2 separate regions of the Mus musculus genome follow, and region 2 is linked to region 1. A link is a contact called in public promoter capture Hi-C data. All regions are on one chromosome and are shown on one strand. Each heading gives the region's core, a stretch centred on a gene start, on an enhancer-like site or on the middle of the called end of the contact. The rest is flanking DNA. Distances are from core to core; before and after follow the strand shown.

The links. Capture Hi-C pulls out chosen DNA fragments and counts their contacts.
Region 2: a contact with region 1 is called in a promoter capture Hi-C map of adipose tissue. The contact joins two enhancer-like sites. A contact is called at or near these places in 1 of 115 datasets of contacts at active chromatin or transcription factors (embryonic stem cells) and 1 of 9 other capture datasets (adipose tissue).

Annotation. Positions count from the first base shown.
Region 1 is chr1:153,127,249-153,133,345 of GRCm38.p6, reverse strand. It overlaps Lamc2 (laminin, gamma 2), which reads left to right. Exons shown (of 24, transcript NM_008485.3): 18 at 1,379-1,523; 19 at 2,547-2,696; 20 at 3,196-3,310; 21 at 4,190-4,389. It also overlaps the pseudogene Gm17964. Among named protein-coding and RNA genes, the nearest start is that of Lamc2, 56 kb to the left of the region's middle. Within about 2 kb of position 2,830, at least 126 of the 459 cell types and tissues checked have an H3K27ac peak or open chromatin away from gene starts, as enhancers often do. A contact at or near this core is called in adipose tissue, where this site is marked.
Region 2 is chr1:153,503,407-153,509,503 of GRCm38.p6, reverse strand. Npl (N-acetylneuraminate pyruvate lyase) reads left to right here. Exons shown (of 12, transcript NM_028749.1): 11 at 353-392; 12 at 5,947-6,097. Among named protein-coding and RNA genes, the nearest start is that of Dhx9, 19 kb to the right of the region's middle. Within about 2 kb of position 3,028, at least 34 of the 459 cell types and tissues checked have an H3K27ac peak or open chromatin away from gene starts, as enhancers often do. A contact at or near this core is called in adipose tissue, where this site is marked.

The DNA.
Region 1 (6,097 bases), core at 1,581-4,080:
CGCAGAGAGGGGATATGGCGGTCTGCACAGCGTACGCACATGAACTACCAAAGCACAGTGTAGAAGTTGGCCTACCAAATCAGGTTGCAGCCTTTTGTGCTAGCCTGCTGCTGGCCCACAGGCTTCTCAGTAGGATTGGCATGGAGAAGCTCGTGGAAGTGACTGGATTGGAGTGCAATGTGGGAAGCACCGGTGGCCAACCTGCTGGTACCGTCGTTTGCTATTTGGATGCAGGTCTTGTTTGAACTATGACTGGCCACAAAACTTTGAGGGTCATGAAGGGAGCCGTGGATGGAGGCTTGTCTATCCTCATCGTGCCTAACGATTCCCTGGTTATGACTCGGAAAGCAAATTCACTGCAGAAGTACATCGGAAGCACAGCATGGGTCAGACCGTTACAGACGACATGCGTTGCCTAGTGGGGGGAGATCAGGACGCTCCTAAGAAAGAGTTCTCTCAGTACACAAAGAACTCTGGAGCTCCAGACGTGACAGAGGGAGGAGATGGAGAATACTGCTCAAGCTGCAACCTGAGAGGATCCAGCCTAAGAGACAAAGCCTAAGAGAGCCGTGAGGAGGAGGCGGTGGAACCATCACAGATCAGGGTGCTCAGAAGAGGGCAAGCTCCCTTGGAGCTCAGGAACAGGCTGTAGAGAACTAAAGCAATTATTGATGTAATAATAATAATGATGATGATAATAATAATAATAACAGCAACAACATAGGCAAGAGAATGAGTATTTACTTTGGGGAAAGTATTTTTAAGACTAGGAAAAGAAAGGTTATGGTATCTAAGTAAAACTCGCATTCTTACTGAGATATGACAATACAGGGGGAGATGGTCCCCCTCCAGCTTATGAAGGCGTATATAAAACCATCTGACAGGGCCAGCGACAGAAAAATAGCACTTAGATTATCAGCAGTTGGGAAGCTTGAGTTGAATTTTTCTGACCAAACCTATACACAAACACACGCACATATACACACTGCCTGAGGAGGATGGGGAGAGGGAGTGTGAGTCACTAAGTCGCCAGCTTCTGGCTGACCTTCAACTCAGAGATCTACTTGTCTCTGCCTCCTAAACACTTTGATAATCATGCCTCCTGGCCCAACTACATATTTTTAAAAACAACAAGATGAATTTTATATATACATATATATGTGTTTGTAAACAAATCATATATATACATATACATATATATATGTGTGTGTGTGTGTGTGTGTATACATATATATAATATGTTTGTATTTGTAATCCTAGTTCTTGGAGGCAGGATAGCAGTAAGTTTCAGACCTGTCAAAGCTATATCGTAAGGTCTTGTCTTCCCCCTCCATTATTGCTATTATTATTATTAACCATTCACTTTTCCTCGCCACAGATTAGAGAAAACCAAGTCCCTGAGCCAGCAGCTGTCAAGGGAGGGCACCCAAGCCGACATTGAAGCTGATAGGTCGTATCAGCACAGTCTCCGCCTCCTGGATTCTGCCTCTCAGCTTCAGGGAGTCAGTGATCTGTCCTTTCAGGTGAGGCCTCTGATCCTGTGTGCATGCCACCCGGACAAATGGACACAGAGACTTTCTTCTCTATAGATCGCAGAAGATTGTTCAACTTTACAGCTTCTTCTTCACAATGGCTGTGTCAGGCAGTGTCACATTGCTCATTACTTATTAGGGGAAAGAGGTTCTTCTCTTTAGTGTTTCAGACGGTTAAAGGCACAGTACCTGCGTTGGTTCTGTCCTGCTAAGGGCAGCAGAGTCTCAGGAGGACAGAGGAAATGATCGGCAAGTGTGCACAATGTCTTTAGAGCTCACATGGTCTAGAGGCCTCCTACACCCCACAAAGGCTTCCCATCACACACACACACACATACCCCAGCACCCATGTCAACCAGATGAACACGTATTAGCACATGGCTGATAGCCCGTGTTTAAAACCTAGCATGGACTTTGGGCTTGGTGTTAGGAAGAGACAGTTGCTTCCTGTCATCTGTTGTCTAGACTCTGAAAGGGAAAATGACTTGCATGTTTAATCTTGAACCCCTTAGTCAAGGAAAGTTTTATGCCTCCTCCCCAGTTCTTTTTTTTTTTGAGACCCTCAAATTGAATTTTAATGGAGTTCGATACATCCATTTGATACTGCTAAGAAGAAGACTTTTGCTATCAAAAAGCTTGCTTTTTTTTTTCTGCCATCAATCTCCCTAGCTATTACAACCTTATTGGATTAAGTTTACCTGCATACCCAACAGCTAAAGACACTCACAGTGATCTCCATAGAGATATGTTCTGTGAATAGATAAAGCAATTGTTTTTAACAACTTTTTTAAAAAAGACCAGAGGCAGAGTTTACTGTATTCTTGGGAGTTGTACTGCCTATCTTTCCTTGGTACCCTGTCTCATTTCTGGTAGGCTTTGGGACGTTAGGGCCAGTGTCTGCTTTCTTGGCTTCTTAAGGCTGCCAGTATTTTCAAATGGTGACAGTAGGTCCTGAAGCAGGTGTGGTGACGTGTGAGCAGACAGTCACACTCATTTGTAACTTTGTGTCCACAGGTGGAAGCAAAGAGGATCAGACAAAAGGCTGATTCTCTCTCAAACCTGGTGACCAGACAAACGGATGCATTCACGCGTGTGCGAAACAATCTGGGGAACTGGGAAAAAGAAACACGGCAGCTTTTACAGACTGGAAAGGATAGGAGACAGGTACCTTCTGTCAACCGCTCGCTCAGCCAATAAGCAAGCACGCACTGAATGCCGACTGTATGGGTGGAAATAGCCAGAGCCACAACCATAAACCCTCCAAAGGTCATGATGCCACTGGTTACAGAGGGAGTAACCAAGACTGGAATTTTGATGGAATTAACCCCACCCATTGAGTCAGCATTTGAACCTAGGAAGAGAACCCAGGTCTTGTAGGTCTCATTTTAGTCCAAGTCTGTCTATCTTAGATTCAGGAACTAGCTAGTGTTTAAGATTGTGATTTGCAAAACTATTCCTGCCCCTTAGGGTGGAAAGAGTTGTAGACTTTCCTCTAAAAGACATATATTACAAAGTTTGTTCCTGATCAGATACTAGAGGGCTCTGCTCCAGCACCCCTAGACTGCGGTGAGTCACAGCACAGCACTCTGGTGTCACGGAAAAGTTGTGTCAGGGTGATTTTGCTAGCAGGAATGCACTCATTCTGATCTTGTTCTATTTACAGACTTCAGATCAGCTGCTTTCCCGTGCCAACCTTGCTAAAAACAGAGCCCAAGAAGCGCTAAGTATGGGCAATGCCACTTTTTATGAAGTTGAGAACATCCTGAAGAACCTCCGAGGTTAGTGCTGTGTGATCCAGATTTAAAGGGACAGTCACGATTCATCTAAATGCTCCTTTGCCTCCTTAAATGGTGGGTGTATTTGGGTTATTAATAGATGCTTAGTCACTATCTTACTAAGGTAATGATGATCTCATTAGTACTTGACCTAGGTGGTGGAAGTCATTCCACCTAAGTGCTAGGAGTCCTGAGTTCTGATCCTCACTGGACCCTAGGACCAGCTCAAGCTCTCTGCGTGACCTTTCTAGATCCCTGTGTCCTACTTAAGGGGACCAGGCGATCTCTAGGGTCCTTCATACCCAGTATGTCACAACTGTGTTGATAGTCTCCTTTCCTTGGGTGGCTTGGTTGCTTCCAATATGCCTTCTCTGAGGTAATGACTTGTGACTCCCAGGGAGTCTGAGGTGTATCTTGAAGATACTTGGTTTAAAAGTCAGCATTATTCACTAGCAAACAAAAGGGAATCATTTCTAAAGACTTAGGATTCTCTTCATAGAAAGTTCCTCTATACCTACTGCAACCACACCCCAACTCTGCAACCACACCCAACTCTCTGTGACTACACCCCAACTCTGCTCTTTGGCTTCAGGCTTGGACTTAAATCTTCAGTCTTTAAAGAGAGTCACCTGTTCTTTGTCTACTTTGGATGTTGATATCCTTGCAGTGGTGGGGACCTAGGGCAAGCTGACAGCTCCCTCAGTGGCTCCTTTGAGATTTTTTTCTCTTGGGAAAGAAAGGCTAATCCCAGCTGCAGCATCTCACCCCTAGCTAGTAATCGGTCCCTTTCAGGAATTTTTCCTCAGAACACCAGGCACTCTCATTCAGTTGTCTCTGTGGCAATTTTTTTTTTCTTTTCTCTTCTTTTTTTCTTCATTCTAGAGTTTGATCTGCAGGTTGAAGACAGAAAAGCAGAGGCTGAAGAGGCCATGAAGAGACTCTCCTCTATTAGCCAGAAGGTTGCAGATGCCAGTGACAAGACCCAGCAAGCAGAAACGGCCCTGGGGAGCGCCACTGCCGACACCCAACGGGCAAAGAACGCAGCTAGGGAGGCCCTGGAGATCAGCAGCGAGATAGAGCAGGTAAAGAGAAATGGATATACGGGCTGCCCCAGGCAGTGCCCAACACAGCCCTGTTCCAGAGAGAGAGTGTTTCAGCTCAGTTCAGCCCCTATGGCTCAGAGTCCTGGAGAGGGCACAGCAGCCCTGCTCTACACGCCCACCCTTCTGCTGGATGGATTCTATCACTGGCTAGCAGCTATTACACCATATTCCATGTTCCTTTGAACAGCACTGTGGAGAACACCCAGAGTTGTTTACTATGAAGATTTCTAAGGCTGCTATCAGAAAATACTTAGAAAAATAGAAGTGACTTTTGCACCGTTCGGAAGGTTAGGATGAGAAACTAGTCGCCCAGGGCTCCACTTCTCCTGACAGCTCCAGGGAGAATTCTTCCTTTCCTCTTGCCAGCTGCAGAGGAGGCCAGGCAATCCTGGTCTTCCTTGGTGCATAGCTTTATCCGTCCACTCCCTGCTTGTGTGATCCCCAGAGTCCTCTATCATCTCTTCTTTTCTCTATCCTCCTTCCTCCTTCTTCTTTCCCCTTCTCTTCTTCTTCTCCCCATCTTCCTCTCCTTCTCCTTCATCTTCTTCAAGATATGATCTCACTATGTAGCCCAGGCTGGCCACTATATTCATATCTCAGTCTTATCTTATAAGAAGATATCAGTCTCACTGAATTAAGGGTCCAGTGTAACTTCACTGTAGCTAATTACATCTGCAACTGTCAGTTTTCAAATAAGGCCATCTTCTGAGTTGAGAGAAGCGTGTAAGCAAAGACTCCATCCACCATGTCTTTGTTCGTGCTGGTAAGCTCTCTCCCTCTGAGAAACATCCCTAGCCCTTAGGACTTCACCATGAGTTTTAGGACGTAAATTTAACTTGTAACAATTGACATCAGCGTTTTGATTCTGGATATGAAATCCCCGTGCTCTACAGCCTTCTATATCCTTTGTCTCAGCTGGGCCTATTTTAGTCTGTCCGGCACTGTGAATGCTTGGTGCTAGGGATGGAGATAAGAACTATCTGGTCCCTTGCTTGACGAGCATTCAAGAGATCTGAGATCCAGCTCTGCTATGCCTAGAGCTCCAGCAAAGGAATGCTTCTCGGCTGAAAGTGACCTCCTTCCTGCTTACTTAAGGACTTCTAGGGAGCTGGTGCCACTCCAGGAAGTCAAGAGGTCTTGGGCATCTAGACTATTCGACCTCACTTTTAAGACTGCTTGGTAACCTACAAACTATAATTTCTAATAATTCCCCTTGAGGGCAGTTTCATAAACCTTCCTTTATATGGCATCAAGCATAAAGATACCTGCAACTGTTTAATTGTAGCTTATTGATAAAGGCATTGATGAACTTTTTCCCTGCAAAGACAAAAACCCACCACTACAGTTAACTCCAGGTCTGTATTCCAAGTACAACTGTCTTGGGGAAATCCTTGTAAAGTTGTTCCAAAGACCAGGTGAGTCTTTGGAATAAAGCCCATGAGTGTCAGAGAATGGTGTTTCTTGCCTTCTGGGTTTGCTCAAATGCTTTCCTGATTGCGTTAGAAATTTTCTAGGCACCGAACTGAAAGAGAACCAGTGTTTTCGCACTGACCCTCCTAGTCTCTAGAGAGCTAACCTTGAACTAACTTGCTTGAGGGCCAGCCTGGGGAAGGGTGTGTCCCGAAGTCTGACTCTCTCATTGTCCATCTGACTTGCTCCATCAGAGCCAGGCACAGATGTTTTTTTG
Region 2 (6,097 bases), core at 1,779-4,278, 380 kb before region 1:
ACAGTGACAGTGTACTCATATAAAATAAGTAAATCTTTAAAAAAAAAAATCAGGATGCCTTTCCTATAAACACAACTCAATGGTTTTCTGTTTTTGACTTTTACCTATTTACCTGTTAAGTGTATGTGCAGTTGCACACCTGGAGATCAGAGGAGAACCCGGGACCTCCATTTTCTCCTGTCCTAGCCTGAGCAGACTGAGCCTCCTCACCAGCTTCTTTCTTCCACTCTGGAGATCTACAGAAAGCTAAGGCAGATGGCCTTGGTAGAGTTTCCGTGGTCTGACTTCTGAATACAGACATGGTTTTCACGGTGTGGTGATGCTGACCACAGATTTCTTTCTTCCGTTCTAGTTTCGTATCCAGAGATTTATCAACTATGTGATCAAGCTAGGTGAGTGCCCTTGCTGCTGTCTGCCTCACTGCAGACTGCAACGCCAGCCAGTGCTTGCTTACTGAGCCAGGGTTACCAGGTTATGGTCTCTGGGAATGTCATCCATGGGGGGTGGGTCACAGGAGTCACACAGCAAGACTGAGATTGTGACAAGTTTTGGGTTTAGTTTTGTTTTGGAGGGGTTTTGTTTTTGTTTTTTTGTAAGCAATTGGTCTTTTGTTGTTGGTGGTGGTGTTTTTAGAGACAGGGTTTCTCTGTGTAGCCCTGGCTGTCCTGGAACTCACTCTGTAGACCAGACTGGCCTTGAACTCAGAAATCCGCCTGCCTCTGCCTCCCAAGTGCTGGGATTAAAGGCCTGCACCACGGTGCCCAAGGACAATCAGATATTCTACACCCTTATGAGAAACAGAATATAGCCAGGTGGTGGTGGTACATATCTTTAATCCTAGCACCTGGGAGGGAGAGACAAATGAATCTCTGAGTTTAGGGCCACCCAGGTCAGCAGAGTGAATTTAAGGATAGCCAGGACTACAGAGAGAAGCCCTGTTCCAGAAAGAGAGAGAGAGGGAGAGAGAGAGAGAGAGAGAGAGAGAGAGAGAGAGAGAGAGAGAGAGAGAGAGAGAGAGAGAGAGAGAGAGAGAGAGAGAGAGAGAAAGGATATAATGGCAGTAGTTACTGAAAGAACCTAGTGGGGAAACCCCCACTCAACTCCTGATTAGGCGTGCACCCAAGAATCACGAATAGAACACAACACCTTGATGTAACAACACGAGGTATTTTAATGGCGGAGCTCTGGGTCGAAATGTATCTCACACAGGAGACAGTGGATTTGACCACGAGGCTTGGAAGCTAGGGGTTTTTATAGAAAAGGAGTGGGGCTGGGGGAGGAATTGGTGCGGTTTCACATGATTGGTCCATTTAAACATCAGCAGCCTGTTAACATTTAACTTAGGTCAGAGGGGTGGGAGATAGGGAGGCGACGGGCCTGCCCGGGCATGTCCTGGTCTGTTCTGCTATGTTCTCAGCCCCAGGTTTCAAAGCTCACAAATAACTCTTTGGGCTATTTGACATACATTGCATGAATCACAGGTCTCAAGTTTTATTTCTTTTCATTACCAAGAATACAATTATAACCATTATAGTTGCCAGGATACAGTGAGGTTTCCAAGCTATATAGGCAGGATTCTATGTCTAAGACTAAGTGTTCTGTCAAGTTTCTATATGCTTCGCTGATTTCTAGAGAACACAGAGATACAGATGCAGCCTGAATGATCCCCTGCCTCCATTTCTAAAGAACTGAAAGGCACACAGGCCCCCAGGCACCATGGACTCTAACCTTAAATGCCCATGACTTGTGCCTCTCAAGGCAGCTAGGCCAGGCCAACTCCTGAGTCCCCAAAGCTGACCAGGTGTAAAAAATGGCTTCCCATCACTCCTAGCTTACCTACGGTGCTCAGCTGTGGGCAGAGTCATGACTCTGACCTTGAGCACCAACTAAATAACAGGCTGAAGTTAACTTTGGCAGTCAGTCTCCTGCAAATGTCTCTCTCCACCAACGAGCATGTTTCTCTCCAGCATGGGTGCGAGCACACACACACACACACACACACACACACACAGAGAGAGAGAGAGAGAGAGAGAGAGAGAGAGAGAGAGAGAGAGCGCATTTGACTCTGCTCATTAAAATTCTGCTGCCAAACTATGGCTGATTTCATTCTAAGTACTTGGAGGCAGGCAATCTGAATGCAGATCTTACTAAATTATGAATGACTGACAGTTCCCCCCAAGAGTATTTGAAATTGAAAATGAGTTTATTAACACCAGTATATTTAAACAGTTGGAGGTTTGGATGACAAAGGGAAATTAGGGGAAAACACAGTGAGTCTGAGGAGAGGAACCTCTGCAGTATGTCTTCCTTCCAGCGTGGCCAATGACAGCTGCTGCCATTCCTCTGCAGTATGTCTTCCTTCCAGCGTGGCCAATGGCAGCTGCTGCCATTCCTCTGCAGTATGTCCTCCTTCCAGCGTGGCCAATGACAGCTGCTGCCATTCCTCTGCAGTATGTCTTCCTTCCAGCGTGGCCAATGGCAGCTGCTGCCATTCCTCTGCAGTATGTCCTCCTTCCAGCGTGGCCAATGACAGCTGCTGCCATTCCTCTGCAGTATGTCCTCCTTCCAGCGTGGCCAATGGCAGCTGCTGCCATTCCTCTGCAGTATGTCCTCCTTCCAGCGTGGCCAATGGCAGCTGCTGCCATTCCTCTGCAGTATGTCTTCCTTCCAGCGTGGCCAATGGCAGCTGCTGCCATTCCTCTGCAGTATGTCCTCCTTCCAGCGTGGCCAATGACAGCTGCTGCCATTCCTCTGCAGTATGTCCTCCTTCCAGCGTGGCCAATGGCAGCTGCTGCCATTCCTCTGCAGTATGTCCTCCTTCCAGCGTGGCCAATGACAGCTGCTGCCATTCCTCTGCAGTATGTCTTCCTTCCAGCGTGGCCAATGGCAGCTGCTGCCATTCCTCTGCAGTATGTCCTCCTTCCAGCGTGGCCAATGGCAGCTGCTGCCATTGATTCTGTTGCTGCAGATGGGCCCTTGGGATCACCGGGCATGGGTCAAGTCCAGAAGTTCTCAGTGTGTTCTTGGCAGACTTCCCACCTCCCTTTCAGAGCCTCGCTGGTTCTTTGTAGCAACTCTCCGCTCTGCCCAAGCACCTATTGTCTACTTGGTCTCCTTCCCGGATTTCAGCCAGCTTTTCCAGTCCCTCCAACACAGTATTTCCATTTGTTTTGTGTGTTTAGTAACATTGTCATGGTGGGGAGCCACTGGTTCTGTTCATTAGCACTATTGTTCCTCTGTTCTAACCAATACTTTTCACAAGATTATGATTTTGATATAATAATTATGTTTCTAAAGTACATTAAGGTAGAAAATTTAACTGCAAAGTGAGGTGTGGTAGTATTTGTCTGTAATCCCAGCAAGAGATAATGGAGGCCAGAGGACCAAACGTTCAAGGCCATTCTTGACTACATAAGGACTGGCTGGACTATAGAGCCTGTCCAATTAAATAATAAAATGAACTATAAATAAAATGACTAATACCAGCCCCGTAAAAGGAGAATAAGGGGATTTCCACAAGTTCCAGCTCAACCATGACTTACATGGTTCAGGACAGCCAAGGATCTAAAACCTGATCTCTAAGAGGGTTTTAGGGGATGGAGAGATGGCTCAGTGGTTAAGAACACTGGCTGTGCCGGGCGTGGTGGCATACCCCTTTAATCCCAGCACTTGGGAGGCAGAGGCAGGTGGATTTCTGAGTTCGAGGCCAGCCTGGTCTACAAAGTGAGTTCCAGGACAGCCAGAGCTACACAGAGAAACCCTGTCTCGAAAAACAAACAAACAAAAAACACTGGCTGCTCTTTCAAAGTGCCCAGGTTTGATTTTTCAGCACCCACAAGGTGGCTTACAACAGTCATAACTACAGTTCCAGGGGATCTGACACACTTCTGGCCTCTGTGGACACCAGGCACTCATGTGGTTCACAAATATATATGAAGACAAAACACCCATACACATAAAATGAAAATTTTGGAAAATAGGTGATGGGGGAGATAAAAAGGCTGATATGATGGCTCACTGGTTAAGAATGTTTTACATGGACTGGAGAGAAGGCTCAGCAGTTAAGAGCACTGACTGCTCTTCCAAAAGTCCTGAGTTCAAATCCAAGCAACAACATGGAATTCTTTAAAAAAAAAAAAAAAAGAATGCTTTACACTCTATCAAAGGACCAAAGTTCAAATTCTAGCACCCTCGTAGAATAGAGCTGCCCACAATAGGTCCAATGGATCCAACACCCTCTATTGATCTATGAGTGCACCCACCCTTACACATGTGCCATGCACACACACATAAGTAAATTTTTTTTTTTTCGAGACAGGGTTTCTCTGTGTAGCCCTGGCTGTCCTGGAACTCTGTGTGTAGACAAGGCTGGCCTTGAAATACATTTTTAAAAAATAAAATAAAATAAATAAAAATTAACATCAAGAGGGAAATTATGTAAGTGAGATTTAGTTAGTTAGTTAGTTAGTTAGTTAGTTAGTTAGTTAGTTAGTTGTAGTTAGATAGTTTTTTCAGAACAGGGTTTCTCTGTGTAGTCCTGGCTATCCTAGAACTGGATTTGTAGACCACACAGGCCTGGAACTCAGAGATCCACCTTCCTCTGTCTTCCACGTGCTGGGATTAAGTGCACCACCACCACCCAGCTCTATTATTTATTTTATATTTGTTCTTTTTGTTTGTTTGTTTGTTTGTTGTTTTTTCAAGACAGGGTTTCTCTGTGTAGTCCTGGCTATCCTGGAACTCACTTTGTAGACCAGGCTGGCCTCGAACTCAGAAATCCGCCTGCCTCTGCCTCCTGAGTGCTGGGATTAAAGGCGTGCGCCACCACTGCCCTGCTTGTTCTTATTCTTATGTGTAAGAGTATTTTTGCTGCATATATGTCTGTGTACCACATGTGTGCCTTGTAGCCAAGCAGGCTAGAAGTGGTCCTGGATTCCCTCAAATTAGAGTTACACATAGTTGTGAGCTGCCAAGTGGGTGATGGGAATTGAACCTAGATCCTCTGGAAGAGTAGCCAATGCTCTTAACGACTGAGCCAACTCTTTACCTACATACATCCCTTAACTCCTGGTCCTTATGCTCCACCTTGGTGCTGGGGTTATTGGTATGTTCCACTCCGCATGGCTCCTTGCTTTGAAGGTTGACTTTGTGGGGTTTATGTTGGTTTCATTTTATTTATTTAATTGAATTAGTATGTGTACCATAGCCCACATGTGGATGTCAGAGGCCAGTTTGAGGGAATCAGTTCTCTCCTTCCATCATGCAGGTCCTTGGGATTGAACTTGGGTACCTTGGCAGCTCTGCCATTACCTGCTAAGCTATATTGTATGCTCCAGCCTTGGCTCTTTGTGTTGTTCTATTTTGCTTGTTTGTTTATTTATTTATTTACGGTAAAGCAGAGACTTGAACTCAGGGACTCTTATATACTAAATAAGCACTCTACCACAGATGCTATCTCATTTTTAGCTGTGTGTTGGGGCCGGGTTGGGGATGGTGGAAGTATGGGTATTTGTATATAAGTACAGTACCCACAGAAGAGGGAATTGAATCCCCTGAAACTGGAATTACAAAGGGTTTCAAGCCACTCTACATTGGCTACATTGGTGCTGGGAACCAAACTGGTGTCTTCTGAAAGAATAGGGGATGCTTCTAAATGCTGGCCATCTCTTAAAAGCCTTGAAAGGAGGGATCCCTATTCTACTCTGTATGTTTAGGACAGGGTCTCGTGTAGCTAAGACTTACTTTAAGCTCTGGTTCCCCTATCTCTGCCTCCCAAGTGCTGGGATTACAGGTGTGGACACCATGCCCAGCTCAGGCAACCTAACTACAAGTGTTCTCACTTTTTAGGTTTACCAGGTTTTATAGTAGAGCCTTACTCTTCTTTGGGATGTTTGTGGGGAAGTGGGCAGTACAGGATACATCTCACCCTTTGTTTTTCCCATCTAGGTTTTGGAGTGTCGCAAACCAAAGCCATCATGACGCTGGTCTCTGGGATTCCAATGGGCCCACCCCGGCTTCCTCTGCAGAAAGCCACCCAGGAGTTTACTGCTAAGGCTGAGGCCAAGCTAAAGAGCCTGGATTTCCTTTCTTCCCCTAG